2 separate regions of the Triticum aestivum genome follow, and region 1 is linked to region 2. A link is a contact called in public Hi-C data. All regions are on one chromosome and are shown on one strand. Each heading gives the region's core, a stretch centred on a gene start, on an enhancer-like site or on the middle of the called end of the contact. The rest is flanking DNA. Distances are from core to core; before and after follow the strand shown. Region 1 holds the start of LOC123097678 (probable nicotianamine synthase 6). Region 2 holds the start of LOC123097674 (ubiquitin-conjugating enzyme E2 32).

Region 1 (5,280 bases), core at 2,536-5,035, 420 kb before region 2:
TTTGAAACTGTTGTTGCCTTGATGTCAGACAAAATTGATGGGGACCTTCCCCTTGACCAGTTAAAGATACTTACATCAAAAGAATCAAAAACAGAAAATACACAATATTACCTACAAATTTGGCCGGAAAAGAAGCAAGTTCAGATTACAAATTTTCCCCACCCATACCCCCAGCTTGCTTCATTGTATAAGGAAATGATAAGGTACCAGCGCAAAGATGGGGTTCAACTTACAGCAAAGTTGTATCTACCTCCAGGTTATGATCAATCAAAAGATGGACCTTTGCCATGTTTAGTTTGGTCATACCCTGGTGAGTTTAAAAGCAAAGATGCTGCGGGACAAGTACGTGGTTCCCCTAATGAGTTTTCAGGGATTGGTGCTACATCTCCTCTTCTTTGGTTGGCTAGAGGGTATTATTTCTCTTCTTGCTATTCAAGGAAAAAACACATGCCATTTATTTCCTATTGTTGTTTCTCATGACAAAAACCTCATTCGCTCCCTTAACCTCCAAATCTAGCCTAAGTTAAAATTTGATGCACTTCTTCCAAATATCTTTCTTTCTGGCACATAGTCTCACCCAACACACTTTGGTTTGCAGGTTTGCTATTCTTTCAGGTCCGACAATCCCGATTGTTGGTGAAGGTGATGTAGAGGCGAACGACAGGTGTTTTTGCTATTTCTGCCCTATTGCATTTCCTTCTATATGTCCGAGATTGTGAACTGTACCACACTTGTGCCATGGAACTAAATCTATTGTGAATGCAAATTGTTTTGTAGTTATGTGGAACAGCTAGTAACTAGTGCAGAGGCTGCCGTCGAGGAAGTTGTCAGGAGAGGGGTGAGCATTTCGTAGTTCTTTTTGTGAGCCTTTGTGGGTAATGCTTTCTAAGGGTTTGGCATGATATCTTCTATCACTTCTCTTTAGGTGGTCCATCCTGATAAAATAGCTGTTGGCGGTCATTCGTATGGTGCATTCATGACAGCAAATCTCTTAGCTCATGCTCCTCATCTTTTCTGCTGTGGAATTGCTCGTTCCGGAGCTTACAACAGGACGTTAACTCCATTTGGGTTTCAGGTACACACTAATGCTGAATGGGTAACTGCCAATCTGGTGCAGTTTTTCGTTTCAGTCTTTCTTAACCACCTGCATTATTCTGCAGAATGAGGACAGAACACTTTGGGAGGCAACTAACACCTATGTGGAGATGAGCCCTTTCATGTCGGCTAACAAAATCAAGAGACCAATATTACTTATTCATGGGGAGCAAGACAACAATTCTGGAACACTGACAATGCAGGTGAAGTCCTAAGCATCAACTTAATTTTAACCTGTGACTGTAAGATAACAGTCGACTTTGAACTACTGCTCCCACCTCTTTTGTTTGAATACCTTTAATCACAAATTCATTTAGGTGTGCATAGTTTATCTTGCAAATATATTTGTTTTTCATGTGGAATCTCACCAGTAGTTTTGTATAATCGACCAAGCTGCTAAATTGATAGGCATAATGTAAACAGACACTGTACCAAGACCCTAAGAAATTTGATTTGTTGTTCCAGGTTTTGCGTAAATGTAATTGTCTACCTACCTCCTGCATCTTACATAGTAAAGTAATACTTGGGTTAACGTTGCCTGAAATGCACTGTCTTTTGAGAGAAGGAAAATCTGTGCATTGTTATGGGTTGATGTTTTGTCCTAGTGTTCATACGATTGTTTATTTCCTGGTGTATAGCTAATTAGCTGTTTTATTTGGAGGATAGTTTTGTATCACCTAACCTTGATATTTCAATTACAGTCGGACCGATTCTTCAATGCGTTGAAGGGTCACGGTGTACAGTCTCGTTTGGTAATACTTCCTTTTGAAAGCCATGGGTACTCTGCCAGGGAGAGCATTATGCACGTGCTTTGGGAGTCGGACAGGTGGCTGCAGAAGTACTGTGTAAACGGCACTAGCAAGGCTGATTCAGAGACAGCAGCTGATGGAGAAAGTAAAACATTGGCAGCCAGTGGTGGTGGAGCAGCACCTGAAGGTCTAAGCTCCGACGGATTCTCATCAATCCCACGATCGCTTCTGTGGTAACTTCTTATTGCTGCTTTTTTCTTATGATGCTAAAATCCATTTCGTTGCTTATTGTGACAGACACACACCACTCACCATCTAATCCATTTCCTTATCGACGCCAAAGCATATTTAAACAAATGAATTTCAACAGCTCATTATTTTATGTTACTTATAGAACAACATCTCACTTAGTTGGGTGTGCATTTGATCCATGTTAACATGTAATCCCTCCGTTCCAAAATACTTGTCGTGGTTTTAGGTCAAATTTGAGCTAAAACCACTGACAAGTATTTTGGAGGTTTTAGTTCAAATTTGAACTAAAACCATGACAAGTATTTTGGAACGGTGGGAGTATATGTTTATTACGATTTATGCTTCAGTAAAAAAGGTGACAAATTCTCTTCTTCTCGTTCAGATCAACTACTGTTAAGATGTATGGGAAATAAAACCATCTCTGGACAGCATGCACTGGCCAAAAGGAAAATAAAATGTGCTGCCGAACTTGTATGAACCAGTGCTTCTTCCAGGCAAGTCTGGATGACCATTGTATTTTGACTGCATTTCCGCAGAGGGTGATTATTTCATATTACCTCCGTCCCAAATTACTTGGATGTACCTAACACGTTTAGTGTTAGATACACCCGTGTCTAGACAAATCTAAGTAATTTGAGATGGAGGGAGTAGATTGGTGGCGGCTAAGGAAAGCTTCATATTGTTGGATATTGCGCCCTGGCTGAATTCTGTTGCTGGGGACGCCCAAGATACTGTAATTTTGTACCCACACCTATTGACAATGTACAGGTGTAGACTAGCGCGTACCATTACCAAAACAGTCGCTGCGTGCAGTGTTCTATTGTTTGACTGCGGAGATAAATTTCTGATGGTGAACAGCTTAATATGTTGGCGTTTGAGATTACCGAACTGAAACAACCAGTGAAGTTCATGTCCTGCTCATTCTACTGTTCTTTGGTGAAGTTCTCGGCAGCGTGTCCAAATGATTAGGGCAACTCCAATGCAGATCACCAAATTGGAAACATCTGAATTAATCTCTAGTACATAAGGGCACCTCCAATGTGGATCATCAAATCAAACACACCCAAATGAAATGTAATCTCTAGTACATAACAGGCAATTCACGCGGATCACCAAATCTGACACATAAGGGAAACTTACGCGGATCACCAGATCGGACACACTAAACGTCCACGAACACGTTCCAAAAACAAACGGACATACTAAACATCAGCAGACACATCTAAAAATAGTTGGTGGATACGTTCAAACAACAGCTGGTGGGCGCTCTTTATTTTTCAGACGCTTAGTAACTAAGCGTCCGAAGACACGTAAAAAAATAGTTGATGGGCACGCTCTTTATTTCACACACACTAAATGGCCGTGAACAGGTCCAAAAACAGTTGGTGGACGCTCTTTATTTTGCACACACTAATGCGAACACATCCAAAAACAGCTGGTGGACGCTCTTTATTTCGGACAAATTAAACGTGCGTGAACACTCAGTACTTTCTCCATCCAAAATTACTTTATTATACTAAAATGGATGTATCTAGACGCAGTCGTAGTAATCATCCAAAAAACAGCTGGTGCAGGCTCTTTATTCAAAAGAAAAAAAGCGATCTGGAGGAAGAATACATACAAAATTAACGCTGTCCACTTCAACAGCCGGACGTGAACACGCCACAGCAGCAGAGGCATGAAACCAGCCATATTGGCATGGACGCGTGAAGCTTGCATGCATGCACAGCTTTGCCAGCTCCATCGATGAGTGCTCTAGACGGCAGGCAGCTACATATACCCCGTGCTCCTCGTTCCATAGCTCACCAAGCAGCCCGATCCACCAACTCCACTCCACTCCTGTGCCTCAGAGTTCATCAAGTACTCGTCAGGTACCAGGTAAAATGGATGCCCAGAACAAGGAGGTCGCCGCCCTGGTCCACAAGATCACCGGCCTCCACGCCGCCATCGCCAAGCTGCCGTCCCTCAGCCCATCCCCCGACGTCGACGCGCTCTTCACCGACCTGGTCACCGCGTGCGTCCCCCCGAGCCCCGTGGACGTGACCAAGCTCGGCCCGGAGGCGCAGGAGATGCGGGAGGGCCTCATCCGCCTCTGCTCCGAGGCCGAGGGGAAGCTGGAGGCGCACTACTCCGACATGCTCGCCGCCTTCGACAACCCGCTCGACCACCTCGGCATCTTCCCCTACTACAGCAACTACATCAACCTCAGCAAGCTGGAGTACGAGCTCCTGGCGCGCTACGTGCCCGGCGGCATCGCCCCGGCCCGCGTCGCCTTCATCGGCTCCGGCCCGCTGCCGTTCAGCTCCTACGTCCTCGCCGCCCGCCACCTGCCCGACACCATGTTCGACAACTACGACCTGTGCGGCGCGGCCAACGACCGCGCGAGCAAGCTGTTCCGCGCCGACAAGGACGTGGGCGCCCGCATGTCGTTCCACACCGCCGACGTCGCGGACCTCGCCGGCGAGCTCGCCGCGTACGACGTCGTCTTCCTGGCCGCGCTCGTGGGCATGGCTGCCGAGGACAAGGCCAAGGTGATCGCGCACCTCGGCGCGCACATGGCGGACGGGGCGGCCCTCGTCGTGCGCAGCGCGCACGGCGCGCGTGGGTTCCTGTACCCGATCGTCGATCCCCAGGACATCGGCCGAGGCGGGTTCGAGGTGCTGGCCGTGTGTCACCCCGACGACGACGTGGTGAACTCCGTCATCATCGCACAGAAGTCCAAGGACATGCATGCCAATGAACATCGCAACGGGCGTGGTGGACAGTACGCGCGGGGCACGGTGCCGGTGGTGAGCCCACCGTGCAGGTTCGGCGAGATGGTGGCGGACGCGGCCCAGAAGAGAGAGGAGTTCGCCAACGCTGAAGTGGCCTTCTGATCGTTGCGAGGTAATGAAAATGAATGGCGTGCGCGGTCATCATCAGTACGTGGCTGCATGATCGCAGGCAATCGTACGGGGTAGTTTTACTACTACTATTATCTATGCATTTCATGTCATGTGTTGTTTGTACCCAATAATGTAAAGTGTGATGTTTACAAGCGCATGTCTTGTCTATGAAAAGGCAGGCTAGACCAGGATAGTTTGCCAAGAAGCAATATGTGTCGTTGTAGGTGTAAGTGTTGAGAATAAGACGATTTTCCTTCACAAATAGTATGATGTAATCGGTGTCTTATCCGTACCGAGTA
Region 2 (5,266 bases), core at 1,206-3,705:
CTCATTTGCGTCCCTCGCAGGCTTCACACGGCTACCAACATTATCATAATTAATCTCTAAGTCCAAATTCCTCTCATCATCGACGATCATGTTGTGTAAAATTACACAAGTAGTCATGATGTCTCTAAGGGATTTTTTATCCCAGAAGCGAGCAGGACCTCAAAAATGGCAAACCGAGCATGCAACACACCAAATGCCCTCTCATTGTCCTTTCGGCAAGCTTCTTGTGCTTTGGCAAAAAAATGTGCTTCTTGATTTTGGGGTCACCAATGGTCTTTACAAATGTTGACCATGAAGGATAAATAGCATTGGTAAGATAGTACCCCATGATATACTCATGGCTATTGACAGTATAGTTGCAAGCCGAAGCTTTGTCACTAGCTAGCTGAGCAAAAATATGAGATCGTCGCAACACATTTACATCGTTCAGAGACCCCGACAAACCAAAGAAGCAATGTCAAACCCATAGATTATGTGAAGCCACGGCTTCAAGCACGATGGTGGGTTTACGTTTGCGGCCGGTGTATTTCCCTACCCAATCCACCGGGCAGTTCTTCCACCTCCAATGCATGCAATCAATACTACCTAGCTGGCCCAGCTATGAGCTTCTTTGTGTCTTCTTCGTTTGGAACTCGAAGGTACTCTGGGCCAAAAACCCGGATCATTGTCTTTGTAAAGACACAAACACATTTGATGGTGGTATCTTCTCCAATGCGAACAAATTCATTCACGTAGTCGGCGGAAACACCATATGCAATCACTCTCATCGACGCTGATATTTTTTTATATGCACTAAAGCCAATCAAACTGGTGACATTCCTGCGCCAAGTGAAATTGCTCGCAAGCTTCAGCGATGCGCACGAATAGGGACCTATGCGTTCGATATCGCCAACAAAAGAGGTGATACGGATATGTCGGTACCTCGGTAAAGTAGTCCTTCATGAGCATCTTGTCGCTGAGAGCTCAGTTGCGGGGAATGCATAGTCGGCCAACCGTGGATACGCGCCGTTTTTTTCTCTGGGCCCACTTCAAATTCCTCCACGAGATGCAACAACACTAGGTTGTCGACATCGTCGTCGAGGGTCATCTCTTCTATGTCCGAATCATCCCGCGAAGACGATGAGGACGAACTCCAGTCCATCTACAAAATGCATCTGAATAGCCCATGAATTTCACCTGAACCTCACCGAGCCAAATCGCTACAAAATGCATCTAAATAGCCCATGAATTTCACCTGAACCTCACCGAGCCAAATCGCTACAAAATGTCGCGGGTGTTGGACATACCTCGCCCGAAGCCGGCCAAAGCAAAGCCGCACCGCCCCTTTCTTCTCCCCCGCCGACCGAAATCCCTTCCTCCGGTGCGCGTGGGTGGGCCCCATCAACTCCGGAACAAACCGGATCAGCCACCTACTAGGCCGCACGCCAAGCTCCGTGGCGGATCCATGGCTTTTTTATATATAAAACTAGCAAACATGCCCGTGTGTTACAACGGTAGATACAAAAATTACACGTTGGTCAAATAAGTATGACTCAATACCCCGACATATCAGCGTCCTCTATTTTAACACAGTGGCTCATCATTTTGCCACTTTATCTTTCTTCCGACTCTCGCTAATGATGGACATGATGTCCACGTGATCGCAATGCATTCAACATGGTAAATCCCAACGCAATGAGCTTGCCACCGCATGATACACTTGTCATTGTGTAGCGCAAGGAAATGTTTAAAACTTTAAAAATAAATCTCATCTACCACGAACTACTCCCAACGCCTAGACATATAAAGACTTTTCAAAAACTAATTAAAACCTAGACATAAAAGACTTTTGGAAACAGCGAAAAGTTTTTTGAATTGACAAACAATTTTTTTTTTAAAAAAATGGGCATTTTTAAAATTCATAAGCATTTGTTTTGTTTAGACAAACATTTATTGAACACATGAGTATTTTTTGAATTCCTGAACATTTTTTGAATCGATGATTTTTTTAAAATTAGGGCAAAAAATGAAATTCGCAGAAAAGTTGATTTTTTTTAGTATTTTCTAAAATTTCATGGATATGTTGTACTTTAGATTTTGGCTGAGCGCTCTGCATCGTTCTGGATGTGGACTTTTCCCTTTGGCTTTTTTATATAAAAAGTTTGGGCGGGGAAACCCCTTTGTTTTTTTATTAAAAAAAACCATATGCAGAGAGTTATGTCGACCGGCGCCTGAAGTGGCCGAAAAAGAAAACCGAGTACAAAGATTTCCGCCTTCGACGAGCCTCTCTCTCTCTCAACCTCCAAGGCTCCAACCAGCATTCTCTCTCAAAAAAAAAACCCTCCAACCAGCATATAGGAAGGTTCCTTTAACCCACTCACCCACGCCGCAAGCACCAATAGAGACGCGCCACGTGAGCCCATCCACATCACCTCCAAACTCAACCTCACCGACAAGTGGGCCTAACCTATTCACCAGTCCCACGAGACAGGGACACGTCGACCCACTCCATTAATTCCTCCGCCACACGCGCTTCCCAATTCCTTCCAGTCCCCCCTCTCTCTCTCCTCCCTACAATTCACAATTCGAAGGCGCATCCTTGCCCCGGTAAGCGGCGGCGGCGAGTCTACAGGTTTCCTGGGGCGGAGGCGATGGCGGCCGCAGGCAAGTTCAACCGGAGTAACCCGGCGGTGAAGCGGATCCTGCAGGAGGTGAAGGAGATGCAGTCTAATCCTTCCCCCGATTTCATGGCCTTGCCCCTCGAGGTTTCAATCCCGATCTCTTCTCCTGCCTTTACCTTGAGTTTTATCCGATCTCGTCTTTTTAGGTCTGAATCGATTAGGTGGCGTTGATTTTAAAGGAGTTCTGGGGTGCGGAAATTTAGACGTGTCTGTATTTTCTTCTAGATCTCATTGCATTACATGTAATTATTGTAGTCTGATCATCAACATTACCTATCCTTAGTAGCGGCAGATATTCCTTAGATTCTAGACAGAGTGTGCGTGAAATTGTTACAGGTTATTAGGCTTAACTTATTGCCACAATTTGGTTGACATTGATAGCCTTATATGGTTTACAATGCCTGTGTCCGAGCAGGAGGACATTTTTGAGTGGCAATTTGCTATCCTGGGGCCTCGAGACAGCGAATTTGAGGGAGGAATCTACCACGGGAGGATCCAGTTGCCCTCAGACTACCCGTTCAAGCCGCCATCCTTCATGCTGCTCACGGTCTGAAATTGCTGTGTCCCAATTTCCCTGCCTCAGTTCAGCATATGCTTTTTCTGAGCTGTTGATGAATCTTGCTTTGTCTTTTCCCCTTTTATCTATGTGCTGCAGCCAAGTGGAAGATTCGAGATTCAGAAGAAGATATGTTTGAGCATATCAAATTACCACCCCGAACACTGGCAGCCATCATGGAGTGGTGAGTGTTCATTTGTTTGTAAAATGGCTGCTCAAGTAAGCTCTTAAAGTAAAGTAAAACTCAAACGCGTTGAATAGCGTCGTGTTCGTAGTGGATAATGTAAATGCCTCCATTTCCTCTAGGTTTTCGTAGTTTTAATGCGGCAAGTACTTGCCCTATGACCATGAAAAGAAAACATGGATTCTACTTCCCTATTATCTTAAGGTGAATCTGGGAAGTAGGGTTAGTTTGTTTAACAGCATGTTTTAAATGCTGTTATAATGTTATATCAGAGGCATCTGGCATCTGGCATGTGCTTGTTATTTTAATGTAACAGTTGCCTTTTTCATATTCTTTTTCATTGGTTAGCTAATACAGGGCTATGTGTAGTAGCGAGTATATATAGAAGTTAATTGCTATGATAAACCCTGCCATCCTTTTGAACTTAAAACAAGAACAGGATATATTCCAAATATCGGCCAGTTAATCGCTACTCGGACCCCTCCTTGATATGAGAAGGCCATATTCGCGCCATTAACTGGCTGGGCCAATTAACTGCTAGGCACTTTTTTGGCCCAAAACTGCTGCTGATGCTGGACATTTGTCATTTGTAGATCTAGTAATAGTATGTACTGATGTAGGAGGAGAGGAGTTTACCTCTTTAGATGCTACTGCTGTGCCGTGCTGATACTGGGCATCCCCCTTATGTAGATCTAGTAATAGTATGTACTGATGTGCACATCTATCTAATTTAGAGCACACATTAATGCTTTTGTTTTAAATCTGCATGTTTATAGCACTTTCCCTTGCTACATTAACGTGCGCAATAGCATATTTATCCATTAAGTACATTGCATATTGCTATGTAGCCTAGGATATATAGATATGGGCCTAGTTAACCTATTGATAAATTCAGTTAATAGGGCAATTCGCCGATTTATTCCTACTCAGCACCCGACGCATATGGTGCCAGTTACTGATATCATGAACATTCGGATATTGCATGCTATCATATGTACCTTTATAAGATGGACATCATCTCGTAATATACACTATAAAGTACTCCCTCCGTCCCATAATGTAAGACGGTTTTTGACACTACACTAGAGCCAAAAAACGTCTTACATTATGGGACGGAGGGAGTAGTATATATTACGTACACTGTATGACCATGATGCCAAGGAGATGGTTCTTTGTGTAATTGCCCTGTGGTATGGTATTTAGCACTATACTCAAGCCAAAGGAGGAACATATTCATCCTCATATGTCATGTATACTTATTTATTGTGAAACAAGCAATCTTGGGTCTACTTATTACTGATCCACATCTGACTTGTAAGATTAGATTGCAAGCATGTCTCCCAAAATATCTATGTTCTTTTTGTTCACATTTTGTTGGGGAAGGAATTATGTTTTCATTTATTGTCTAGTCTTGACTCCGGAGCAGGTTAAATGATTACTAATTTTACATATAGGAATTCACCATTATTCCTTCTGGAGGATCTTATCACCATATCTGTGAACTGATAAATTACTATTTTTCTTGATTTATCCACCAATTTTGTTTCCTTGGTTGTTAAAAGTGTGTTATATAATCATGTATGTGTCTTCTTTTCCTTTTTCTTGTTCATATGATGTATACACAGCTGAGCCAAACTATTCGTGTTGCAGTACGCACAGCACTAGTAGCATTGATTGCTTTCATGCCAACAAATCCTGGTGGGGCATTGGGTTCACTGGACTACAAAAAGGAAGATAGACGAGCGCTTGCCATCAAATCACGTGAAACACCACCAAAATTCGGCTCCCCAGAACGCCAAAGTGTAATTGACGAGGTAAAATTCCAGACACACTTCAAAGAACTTAAATACGCCCCGTTCTGTTTCT

What was found. Hi-C and Micro-C count contacts between places; a contact is called where the count stands out from the background.
Region 1: a contact with region 2 is called in a Hi-C map of leaf, with 7 times the contacts expected there. The contact joins the promoter of LOC123097678 here to the promoter of LOC123097674 in region 2. A contact is called at or near these places in 3 of 5 Hi-C or Micro-C datasets (all in leaf).

What each region holds. Positions count from the first base shown.
Region 1 is chr4D:323,252,414-323,257,693 of IWGSC CS RefSeq v2.1, reverse strand. LOC123097678 (probable nicotianamine synthase 6) reads left to right here and starts at 3,785. Exons shown (of 1, transcript XM_044519490.1): 1 at 3,785-5,280. The coding sequence starts at 3,818. The coding sequence ends at 4,972. LOC123097679 (probable glutamyl endopeptidase, chloroplastic) reads left to right here. Exons shown (of 15, transcript XM_044519492.1): 9 at 1-410; 10 at 599-664; 11 at 778-838; 12 at 926-1,075; 13 at 1,161-1,298; 14 at 1,797-2,077; 15 at 2,479-2,895. The coding sequence ends at 2,479.
Region 2 is chr4D:322,829,977-322,835,242 of IWGSC CS RefSeq v2.1, reverse strand. LOC123097674 (ubiquitin-conjugating enzyme E2 32) reads left to right here and starts at 2,455. Exons shown (of 5, transcript XM_044519484.1): 1 at 2,455-2,744; 2 at 3,076-3,207; 3 at 3,316-3,400; 4 at 5,051-5,214. The coding sequence starts at 2,631.